2 separate regions of the Arachis hypogaea genome follow, and region 1 is linked to region 2. Evidence: chromatin contacts called from public Hi-C data. All regions are on one chromosome and are shown on one strand. The core of a region is the stretch at or near the end of the contact, and the rest is flanking DNA. Distances in the headings are between cores, read along the strand shown. Region 1 holds the start of LOC112771452. Region 2 holds the start of LOC112769264 (beta-glucuronosyltransferase GlcAT14B).

Region 1 (5,791 bases), core at 1,303-3,802, 160 kb after region 2:
CATTATTGTTTAAAAAAAAACATAAAGTGAAAAAAAAAACAAAAAAAAAGAAGAAAAAAAACCAAAAAAAAAATTATCTTCCTTATAATTATTGTCCTTTTCATATATGTTTTTTTTCCACCTACAAGATTCGAGGACGAATCTTTTTTGAAGAGGAGGAAAATGATACGTGCTTCAAATGTTTGTGATATGAAGAGTTCAAGAGTTATTTAGAAGATATTTTAGTTTATATTTTTATAATATTTTATTTAATGTATTTTGATTTTGTTTATTTAATTACTAGATTGGGCCTTATGTTTATGGGTTTTAGGGTTTTTCTTTGTTTTAACCTAATAAGAGGTTATAAATACCTCCTTAGCTATTGTAGTCGTAGAATAGAATTTTTAGAGGTTTGAAAACCCCTTTTTGGTTTCGTGATGAAACCATGGTGTGGACAATTGAGGTTGAGGAGTCCCTCTCTTGTTACATCGGGGAATTGAGTAGAAGGTTGAGGAGTCCCTTCAATTCAATTCCCAAACTATGGCGTTGACAAGTTAGGTTGAGGAGTCCCTTTCTCGTTGCGTCAAGAAATTCGTAGAAAGTAGAGAGTGATTCTCTTTGTACTCAATTTCAATTTATTTTTTTTGTTTCTATTTTAATTTCAATGTATCTTTTTATTCAATTTGAATCCTTATTTTCTTATTTATCTTTTATTTTCGTATCATTCCGTGGTTATAATTATCGTTTTATTTTTATATGGGTACATTTGTTAACATCTGTATCTTTTATGAGTATAAATAATAATTTATTCATAATAAAATTAAAATTTTAAAGATTAAATTAAAAAATTAGTAAATCTCAATTACTACTATAAAATTTTACTCGTTAAATACAGAATATGAGTGAATAAAGTACATTATATACAAATATTTCACTACAATAATTTTACTATCAAAAATATTATTTATACACAAAATTAACTACTAAAATTAATTATTTAATATTTATGTATAAATATATATTATTTAATTTATTTTTAATATATTTTATATTAATAGTTAATTTTAGTATTTACTTAACTATAATATAGTTATTACTAACGAATTATAATTCAAATGATATAATCTTTTCATACTCACTTAGAAGTTACGAAATTGAGACTTCCTAATTTAAAAAAAAAAAAAAAAAAAAAAAAAAACTTTAACATAGTTGTTACTTAGGATTTGAGAAAAGAAGCAGCTGTACGATATTTATATTTGCAACGACCAGCGCTATACAGTATATAGCTTGTAAATTGTAATAACTCTATAATCAATTAATAGTTTAATACACCGTACTGTACCCCCAGTTGTTGAAGATGCCAGCCACCGGTGCACCGTCCCAACTTGACTACTTCACCCGCTAGTTGCCCCTTCATTATCCACCCTCCACCCTTATTTCAACATCATCATTAATGGTCATGCTCATTTATATTTTTAAGAGCATATTTTAAAACGTATCTAAAAAACATATTTGACTAAAATTGAAAATTTATTTCTTTTATATATTTTAATATATTAAAGTTATAATTATTATACACTTATCAACATTAATGTTTAAGATATATTTTAGCTAAATCTTAAATTAATTAAGTATACTCAATAAATTTAAAGGCATATATTACGGTTATTAATAAAAAAAATACAAAAATTAAAGCTTCAATATATTTAGTAAAATAAAAATTTAAGAAATTTTTACAAAAATAATCATAAAACATCCTTTTAACATACATGATAACTAAGTCATAAAGAACGAAAAAGAAGAAATTATATATATATATATATATATATATTCTACATTACATGAGTGGTTAAAATTATAGAAAATAATCAACCGCCTAAACTAAAGAAAAAATAAGACAGAACTCACGTGAGATTTTTTTGTTAAAAATTATTAGATATAAATTTAGTTTAACATATTAAATTATGTAATAATTTTTAATTATTAACTTTACATAAAAATAACTCTATATAAATTTATATAAAAAAACATGAAAGTACAGTTGCAATTTCTAGGTGCTGGTGTTATTACAATCTCTTCAAGAAAATATAAGAACAAGCTAAGAATGCTAAGCATGAAAAGCTTAGGCAAATACACTTCAAGATCAGAAATCAGAAATTAAACTAGCTAGGTATAAAAGTGTATACATGTATGTATGTATGTATGTATGTGTTTGTAGTTTTGATGAGAAAGATGGTGATCAGTGATGATAAGAACGAAGAACAGCACCGCAGAAAGTGCAGATAATGGCTCTCCAAGATTTGCAGTAGAAGGGAACAAAGCAGAACCTGGTGGCCGTCTTCATGTCAGCCACGCTGGCTCCTCCACCGCACCGCGAGCACGTCCCCGCTGCTGGCTTGCTCCGCCGCACCTCCTTCCTCTGGTCCACCAGAAAACAGAAACACACCATCCTCGCAGATAGAAAGGCTTGATTGGTTCAAAGTATATAAATAATAACGTGTTCGTATCAGTTTGTAGCAACTAGGAAACTGCGTGCGTCGCTGTTTTTATTCACAAATTGCTCACAACTTTAATGTAGTACAATCCCCTTTTATATCCATGCATCCTAGAAGAAAAATAATAAATAAATAAATACTATTTGTCACCAAAAAAAAAAATACTATTTATAAGCTAAAATTATTTTTTTAGTATGGTAAAAATTTAAGTGTAGTTAACTTCACATTAAATTGATAGGTGAGAGTCGTTAAAAGATTTGATAGATTTGACTAAATTGTCATCTAACACTCTCAAGTATCAACTTCATATAAAGTTAATTATATTTGAGTTTTTACCTATATTTATATATAAATACATATATAATTTACCTCATTTTTAACATATATTTTATATTTTAATATATATTATAATCTGATAATTAATTTTAATGATTGACTTTTTTTTTTTTTGGTGACTTTTTAATGATTGACTTTGTTTGTACATCTAATTCAGTTGAAATAACGATTATGTTATATATATACTAAAGTCAACTACTAAAATTAATTATTAGTATAAAATATATATTAAAATATAATATATATTAAAAATAAATTAAACTACACATATATTTATACATAAATATATTAATAACTGATTTTAGTGACTGATTTTAACATACTAATAGCATTATTATTAAAACAACAAATATGCAAATTGTAATGGTTTGATGGGTTTTTGTGAGTAGAATGGGGGAATAGCATAACCACGCGTGGAGGTAATGTAATAAATAATAAATAGGGCCATGCTTTGCCCGTTAAGATATGTCAATGATTCATGTATGTGGTTCAACCATTTAGGTGGTAGTTAGCAGCTCCATCTTTATGTTCTTATTTTATTTGTTTATTTTTATTTTTAAATTTCCCCAACTTGCCAATGTGCAGGTCAGTGTTCAGATCGATGTCTCTCTAGCAAGCAATAATTTAAAAGTACTATATGAAAATAACCTTTGAAAAATTTTATGGAGGAGTATTACTGTTTTTATTTTGATGTGGGGGTGTCATTTTAATTTATTGCCTTGGCAATTCATTTCCAATATTGAATATTTTGATAGCTATGCGTACGCCAGAACTTGCCACCCATATTTCTTCTCAAAGGTTTAAGTAATAAGTGGAGTGATTATTTGAATGAATACCATCTGTCATATTATTGTGTCTTAATTTTGTTGGCTCTACATCAAAAAATATGAACTCCTTTTTTCTATGCGATCGGTAGGAACAAAAATTATATTTTAAGCAGTTGAAACACATACATGTCGTTTTCATCATATTTCAGACATAATATTTTGTTACAAGTCTTGGTAGCGTTTGTTTTGAGGTACTGACACAGAGACGGAGAGATTGAGATTCAGTATCTTGTTTGTTGGTTCAGAGACTGGTATTAAAATTTCTGTCTCTGTCCCTAAAATTTCAGTATTTCAGTATCTCCAAAAAGTAGGGACACAAGGGACTAAAATTTTTAGAGATGGAGACTGAAACTTTAATAACATTTTATACCTAAAATATCCTCATTTCAATTAATTAATTTCAATTTTACCCTTTATACAAATTAAATTAGAGTTTCATTCTTGTTTCAATTTCTGTCTCCCACTTTGCACCAAACAGAATACTGAGATTTATTTCAATCTCTATCTCTTAGTCTCTGTCTTTCAGTTTCAGTCTTTCTATCTCTGTCTCTTCACCAAACGCTACCTTACATCACAAAAAAATAGAGTAACTTTGCGATAGATTTATAAGTCTTCTAAAAAAAATATTTAAGTTATTGAAAAACTTTTGTAATGAATTTATAGATCTTTGAGGGGGAAACAATTCAAATAATTCCCTTAAGAAATGAAATATCGGACTTATAACTCCTAAAATTGCAATATTGACCACTCATTCTTCTACCAGAGACCTATAAGTTTGTGTTGCAAACTTGTAATTTGTAAGGAATTTACTAAGATAAAGTATAAGAAATTAATTTTTAATTAGTAAATATTATCTAACTTTTTTTAGAATTTATAATTTAAAATCTAGAATTAATAGTTTATAATTTAAAATAAACAAAATAATTTTTAAAAAATTAGTTGATGTTTGACTAAAAAATATTAACTTTTTAACATTATTGATTTCACTAGATATTTTTTCCTGAGTGACCTATAAGTATATCGCATTACTTAATACTTTATTTTCTTTAAAAAATCTATAAATTCATTGCAAAACAATTCAAGAACGTAACTTTCGTGTATTATTATGATGATGATGAAGAAGAATCCTATTTGTTAATGCCAGCTATAAAATATATTGCAAATTAAGAAACAAGTCGTATATTATAAGGGGAGCATCTCAAAACAATTCTATGTATACACAACTAATGTCTAACTTAAATGATACACTACTTTGGCCATAACCTAGTTTTTTAGTCTTAACTTAGTCGCCACAAAGGAATACGGTATTTACGAATTTTGATTAGGGAAGAAAATGACAAGAAAGACAAAGGTTCAAAGTGTAAAATGAGATTCATTTTATCCTTCGAAATCTTTTCTTTCTTTTTCTTTTTCTTTTTCCCTCTTTTAAAAACACAATAAATATTGCATATCTACTAAACTAATAACATTTTGTGTATGTTTGCAAGTGACATTTCTTGAAATTTTGATGGGCATGATGTTTGCAAGTGTTATAGAGCTGCCATCATGGTCTCTCTGGCAGCGGCTTTTCTTAACTCCGTGGCCTTCCCAGTCCCCCGGAAATAATGGTATACTTGCTGCAAATTACATAACATCAATATAATTTATAAAAAAAACGATAAAAGTAACAAAATATGAGAAATTAGTTTTATGTTTTTCTAAAACTCATTTAATACGTGTTCTAGAAATACTTATAACCATTTTTTTATATGCAACTTCTTAATTTTATACATTCAAATGATTGGTCATAAATATTTCTAAAACATATATTAATTAATATATTTTAAGAATATATTTTCTCAATAAATTGAAAATATTATCATCCTCAGGAGAATTAAACCTGAATAACCCATAAGCTTAGCATTGTTTCAATGGCGAAACATGCAAAACCAGCAAAGTAGAATCCCTGCAAACACAAATAGTAGTATAGTACATCATTTATGCACTTGATTATGACATAATATGATTATATGACGATAAAAATAAACATGTTACTATTAGAGTATATATAATATCATGGCTATTTATAGAATAAATGACAAATAAATTTTTAATCTTTTATTATTGACAAATAAATTATTGACTAATTAAAAATACAAAAATAATTTTTATTTT
Region 2 (6,235 bases), core at 2,857-5,356:
CAAGAAGGATTGCAAGGAAGGTCAGTGCTCGTGGCGGGGGGCTTCCGAAGGTGCAAACTTTGGGGCTTGTTCATGATAAGGATTCAACTGAAATAGCCTGCATGCTGTTGGAGCCTAATCAGATTGGAGCAGACAGAGTGCAGAAACATATCGAGATGCTGGCAGCAGAAGAAGGACTGGATGTAGAAAAAGGATACTTCACTGACTTATCACCAGAGATGATCATAGAAAAATACATGAACCTTATATCTGCTAACAGATCATGATTGTCATATAAATCATTTGTTGATAAACAATAAAAAAATTGTGAGATCTTATTGGCCTTGCAACTTTGTAAATAAAGTTGTTGTAATGAAACTGAAACAAGCACTTGAAAACTGCTTCTTTTACTGCTTGTTGCTTCTAACTCGGAACCTAGAATATGAATATTAGCACAAAATTCCGGCCTTCTGCATCATGAATGAGAACTATAAGCAAGCTTATGTACACTTTAAATTTTCCTAATTGAAGGGTCACACTTAACGGTTAAAACCCTTCATCACAAACACTGCTTGCTTCTAAAATCTTGAGACAACAGTGTCTGAATCAGCACACTCAATCTCTCAGCACCGGGTCCTGGCCTAAAAACCGTATCATTGCCGCGCAACAGACATGGATCTTCACCACCTTCTGAGGTATCAACACACCATGCCCCAGGTGAAAATCTATGTGTCCTTCCCAAGAGTTCTTTGTCAATCTTGTCCAGCACTGGATCATCCTTTGCAAACTTTCTGGCAAAGGGAGCATTGCTTTTAACCATTTTGTCAAAGTCCTTCATTGTCAATTTCATAGGATGTTGCTTTGGAGGAGTGTCCCAAGCAATGTAGTGAAGATCATGGCTTATTGCAGTGTGGCGAAATTCCTCAGTGTTGCAAATGACAGTGTGGAAATAACCCTCAGGAGAAGAGATAAAATTTGCATAATACATAAGAATAGTCCTTGGAAGGTTATCCCATCCCCATATACAGTACTCCATAAAGGATCTTGTTAGCACAACCCAAGCTGAACCTGTTTAGAGAAGCATATATACTAAATCAATAAATTCGATACAACAACAACACCAGCCTTATCCCACTAGGTGGGGTCGGCTACATGGATCAAACGACACCATTGAGTCCTATGATATATTCAATAGTGATAGATAAAAGAAATGGAGGGAGTACTAAATAGGTGCCAAAATTTCTAGGTTAACTAGACATTTAACAAACTTATATGTTTGGTTTAAGTTAATAGTAGTATAGCAATAAATGCATACAGAATTATGGATTATGGGTTATAGTTTCATATATACACCTACCTGTAAACAGTTTAAAAAGAGTTGGAAGTGTTCTTTTCTGAGTAGTCCATGCTATATCAGATTTCTTTGATAAGTAAAGGCCAGGATCGATAACAATTGGCCTTACTCTATGGCTCCTGAGGAAATAAACAGAAATATCAATATCAACTATCAGAATTCAAAGATGGTGAATAATTTACAGCTCCATTTGTTCTCCCTCCAAGATTGTATGAAAAATTAATGATTAACTTACAGTTTCCAACCAGCAATATGCGTATGCTCAATGAAATTGAGATCTCTCGACAGATTAGAGAAAACATGAAGTAAATCTGAAAAGACAGGAAACAAATATCATATAACTTCACAGAAGCGTTTAAACAAGGAACCTAATCATCTTATGATTCAAGCACAGTACATGAAGATATGTTCAAAATTGCTAAGATTATAGTACATAGATGTTTATTGCATTAGAAGATTCAAGTCAGAAAAAGATAAAGCCCCATCTGATAGCTATGGGGTTAAGAACAGCATATTGAAATCCCTTGCACTCTAGTCAATTGAGCTACAAAACCTAGCTTATTGATTTATTGAGACAACAAAACTCACTTGGAACTTGACAGATCGCTCAATAATTTGCATGAAACATATCGAACTTCCAACAAAAATGCAAGGACTCAACAATATCAAAGTAAAAAAAAAGTGGCATATATAAACTAAGATGATGAGGATTATTATTTTCACAATGTATTGTCATTAAGCACTTATTAGAGGAAACCACTCAACAAAACTATGATTTATGCCTGAATAAGACTGGAAGGAAGCTTAGAAAGAGAATTTGAAATTAGCAAAGTAGAATTGCAGACAAGAACACTAAACAAAACCCGGACTTAAAAACATGAGGAATGAACTACAATCATAAACCTACGCTTGCTAACCTCCTTTCTATTAAAGGCAACACGGAAGGTGAGTAAGGCCAAATCACGAATTCATTTATGAGAGGTAATAACCGGTGAATCTATAACGGTAATCGACAACAATATGATGATGGATGAAATTTAGTTATTGCCAATTTTACTAATCTTTTATGTCCTTGAAACAGTAGCAATCTAGACAAAAGAGAAAACAACAGCACCTAGGAATCACAAGCAAACTACAAATCTTTCCCTTTTACTTGACAGGCATTCTATGTTTACCAAGTTTCTTGAAGTTGTAGAAGCACATTATGTCAACACAAGAAAGAAAGTAGTAGTTTATGCAAGCATTTTGACTAGAAAAACAAAAGTAACATCAAATAAGCTACCATGGAAAGGACAAGTTTCTAACCATCCTGTGTCACAAGAGGGTAATCCGAGGCGCTGAGGTTTATAAACCAGTCCCAATCCGAGCTCTCCTTCAGTAATATTGCTATAGCTTGGAGTGTACAAGCAATCATAGTAGAACCCTTGTAAGTCACCAAATTGGATTGTGACATAACACGTACATTCTCTACCTCACGAAATGTCGGATCGCCTTTCACTGCATTTGCCAATTCCAATCTTTCCCGTGGCGGTGCCTCGAGATCCAAATGCAGGATATACTGATTTCTTGGGTGATAAACTGCCTGCAATGTCCTCATCATCCTTTGACTATCACCTTTTGTGCCTGAAATAAGATATGCCAACCTAGGTGGCTCCATTTTCTGAACCACATTGGCATTAACCTGCCTTTCGAAATCTGATTCCACAAAATAACCACCTGAATCCTCTGATCTTGCAAATGAAATGATGTCAAAGGTTGAAGATTGTTCTATCCCTTCGGAAGAGCTAAGAGCCCCAACAATTGCAGTAAGAACAAGACTAACAAATACAAACAAACTGGCAAAAAACGGTATAACCCATTTCCTATCACTGAATAATCTTCCTGAATGAGAACTAACATTTTTCCTCATATTCTATTTCAGCAGTTATGAATCAAAATCCAAATTTGAAACTGTTCACCCTTGTCGGCAAGAACCAAGATCTCTATAAGATGGAAACCAAAAAAGCAGCACCCCACAAATCTTTAGCTGATAATATTACAATGATGAGTTTGGTGGCAAACCCAACCAACCCAAAAATCAATCTTCTTTAAGCTTAATGGCTAACAATTAAGCTAATTTTAATGCAGGATAAGACATGGTTTTCAATTAAAGATGCTAAATTTACATCAACAATAATCCTCACCAAACGTTTTGATTTCGGAGTTGGGACCCATCTTCATGAAGGAATGGGGTCAAACCTGTTTATTACTGCCTCACTAGAAAGTTAGCAACTTTTGATTGAAGGGCGTAAGAGGGTGAATGAAAATCTACCCTTCAGTGTGTACTATAACTTCGAAAACTTCAGTTCAGATTTCACCTGCGAGCCATTAATGCAGCTTGTTCATATTTTCGTACACTTATTCTCCCTCCCTTTTCTGGATACTGCTTCAGCAAACAGTGCTCAAGATCTATTTGTTTGAAACATAACAGGAAATTCGCTTGGAGTGCAAGTTTGAGTTGAGTTGGTGTTCAATTGAGGATAGAGAAAAAAAGAATCCAAACTCAAAAGAATATTGAGAAATGAAATTTTTCTTAAATAAATTAAAGGACAAGTTACGAATATAATGGTTAACAAGACAAATTTCTCATATTATAACGTTTTAATATAGGAGATAAAATTACGTTTTTTGTATATCTATAAAAAGTAAAAACTGCCATATAGGATATAGTGGTTTCTAATTGAATAAATTGACGGTTTCTGAATAAATTTTTGCAGATCAAACTCGCAGTCTCTAAAAAAATATTCTCTTGGCGGTTTATGCATAAAGAGACTGTTTTTATGGATAAATAATTTAAAAAATATAATTTTTATATAAAAAAATAGATATTTAAATAATGATGATAATAAATATTTTTTAATAAAAAATTAATTTATAATAATTTTGAGAGTAATGCCAAAAAATTATTATATAATTAGTATTTGGTATTTTATTATGTATGATATAGTAAGTAAAAATAAAAAATAAATATAAAATATGTGTCATGTATATTTTGTTATTGTTTTTTATTTTTATTACTTCTAATAGAACTTTCTCTTCTTTTATTGGGATCTAAAATTTGCTGTACTATCAAAAAAAATAATAAGTTATTTAAAAATAAAATTATATGCAAAAAAATAGAATTAAAATTAAAATTTCATACTATACACAATGTTAAATATAAATTTAATAAAAAAAATAAAATGGTAAAATATATATATAAAAAAATCTCTATGATAGTAACACAATAATCTCTTTTATAAATGGTTTTATTTTGATATAAATTTTTATTTTGATAAAAAAATTATATAAACTTTTAAATTAATTTTATTTTAATATAACAATCAAATCAAAATTCCTTTATTTTTTATATTAAGTTGTAAAAAAATGTAATACTTGAAAAATAAAATATATTAATTTTTTAATTTAAAACTTATTTAGAATTAAATTAAATATGTAATTCTCATAAAAATGGTGATTAAATTAAATATTTTTATTTTATATTATTTTTTTTATCCTATCAGTATCTGTGAAACGAATTCTTAATTATAATTTAAATAAGATAATTAAATTTAAAATATAATTTTATTATTCTCTTTCCTTGTACAATACAATCATTACACTTTAAATAATTATGAATTTTAATTTTAATCTTTCATGTTAAAGAATGTTCGTCTAAACCAAAAACTAAGTGAATATATCTAAATTCCAAGTAAGAATGTTAATACTTAATATTTGAGTTATAAGTAGATATCTATCTCGTCTATTGAAGTGGAGTACAATTTGACTATTCGTACCTTTTATTTGACTAATCTATTAATAATTTGTCGTGTTTATGATGATTTCTCAGTTCTCATAATTTACCATTGTTAGTATCAATTACTAGTGATCAAATTACTAAAAGATTATAAAAATTTTAACATGAAAATTTATATTAAGTGTTTAAAAAAAATACAAATTGAAGTCATCAGTATTGACAAGAATAAGAAGATTGAAGTTGATATGTTAACTCAAAGTTTGAATAAGATATATTTTTTATTTTTAATATTTGTGATTTTTTAAATATTTTTAATATTTAATTTTATTTAATTTTATTTTTAACATTTTTTATTTGTATCAAAATTACAAATATTAGGATGGGATAAAAAACATACTTTATTTTCTCAAGATCTTAATCAATTTAAACTCTATTGGTACAAATGTGAAGCACCACCTTATGCATATTAAAAGCAGAAAAGACAAGAAAAAATATTTGAATTAAAGTTAAATATAAGTTGTAAAAAGAATATAAAATCTTCAAGAATTAAAAAGCAAGTACTAAATTAAATGCAAATTATTTACTACTAATTCTATTTTTAAGCATTAAGAATATTAGTCATTAGGTACTTATGTTTACTTATAAATAGATGTTAGCATATGATATAGTTTTTAAGTAAAATATGTATGTATTATTGTTTGCTATATGTATTAATATTATAGTTGTTTTTTCTTCTTAAGTTATTATTATGTTATTTTTAAAAAATATATTTATTAAAATTATGTTAAATTATTGTTGAGGTGTCTATGTGAATGAATAATTATTAACAGTTTAATTATGAAATTTATATTTACAGTATTCATAATTAGCTGTATCTGTATCTGTATTCTCTTGATTGATATATGAGAAGTGAGGATTCGAAATTAGGGTTATTAGTCTTTTAAATTAGTCTGTGTCAATACATGAATTATAGAACTCTTGATTGAGACGTGTCTGTTCCATAATTCCTTCTTTAAAATAATAATAGGTTAGTGGGAGAGTTAGGACTCAGGACAAGTGTTGATTAGTATCCCCATTATTAAAAGGACAGCCGATTCTTCCAACAAATTGTTATTTTGTGGACTATT

What was found. Hi-C and Micro-C count contacts between places; a contact is called where the count stands out from the background.
Region 1: a Hi-C map of leaf shows a contact between it and region 2, with 4 times the contacts expected there. The contact joins the promoter of LOC112771452 here to the promoter of LOC112769264 in region 2. A contact is called at or near these places in 2 of 8 Hi-C or Micro-C datasets (both in leaf).

What each region holds. Positions count from the first base shown.
Region 1 is chr18:10,090,618-10,096,408 of arahy.Tifrunner.gnm2.J5K5, forward strand. It overlaps LOC112771452, which reads right to left and starts at 2,553. Exons shown (of 1, transcript XM_025816208.2): 1 at 1,968-2,553. The coding sequence starts at 2,428. The coding sequence ends at 2,219. It overlaps LOC112769378 (secretory carrier-associated membrane protein 1), which reads right to left. Exons shown (of 13, transcript XM_025813889.3): 12 at 5,517-5,582; 13 at 4,801-5,253. The coding sequence ends at 5,167.
Region 2 is chr18:9,924,710-9,930,944 of arahy.Tifrunner.gnm2.J5K5, forward strand. LOC112769264 (beta-glucuronosyltransferase GlcAT14B) reads right to left here and starts at 4,107. Exons shown (of 4, transcript XM_025813727.3): 1 at 2,639-4,107; 2 at 1,569-1,644; 3 at 1,337-1,452; 4 at 249-1,047. The coding sequence starts at 3,242. The coding sequence ends at 539. It overlaps LOC112769266 (formiminotransferase cyclodeaminase-like protein), which reads left to right. Exons shown (of 4, transcript XM_072226057.1): 4 at 1-439. The coding sequence ends at 266.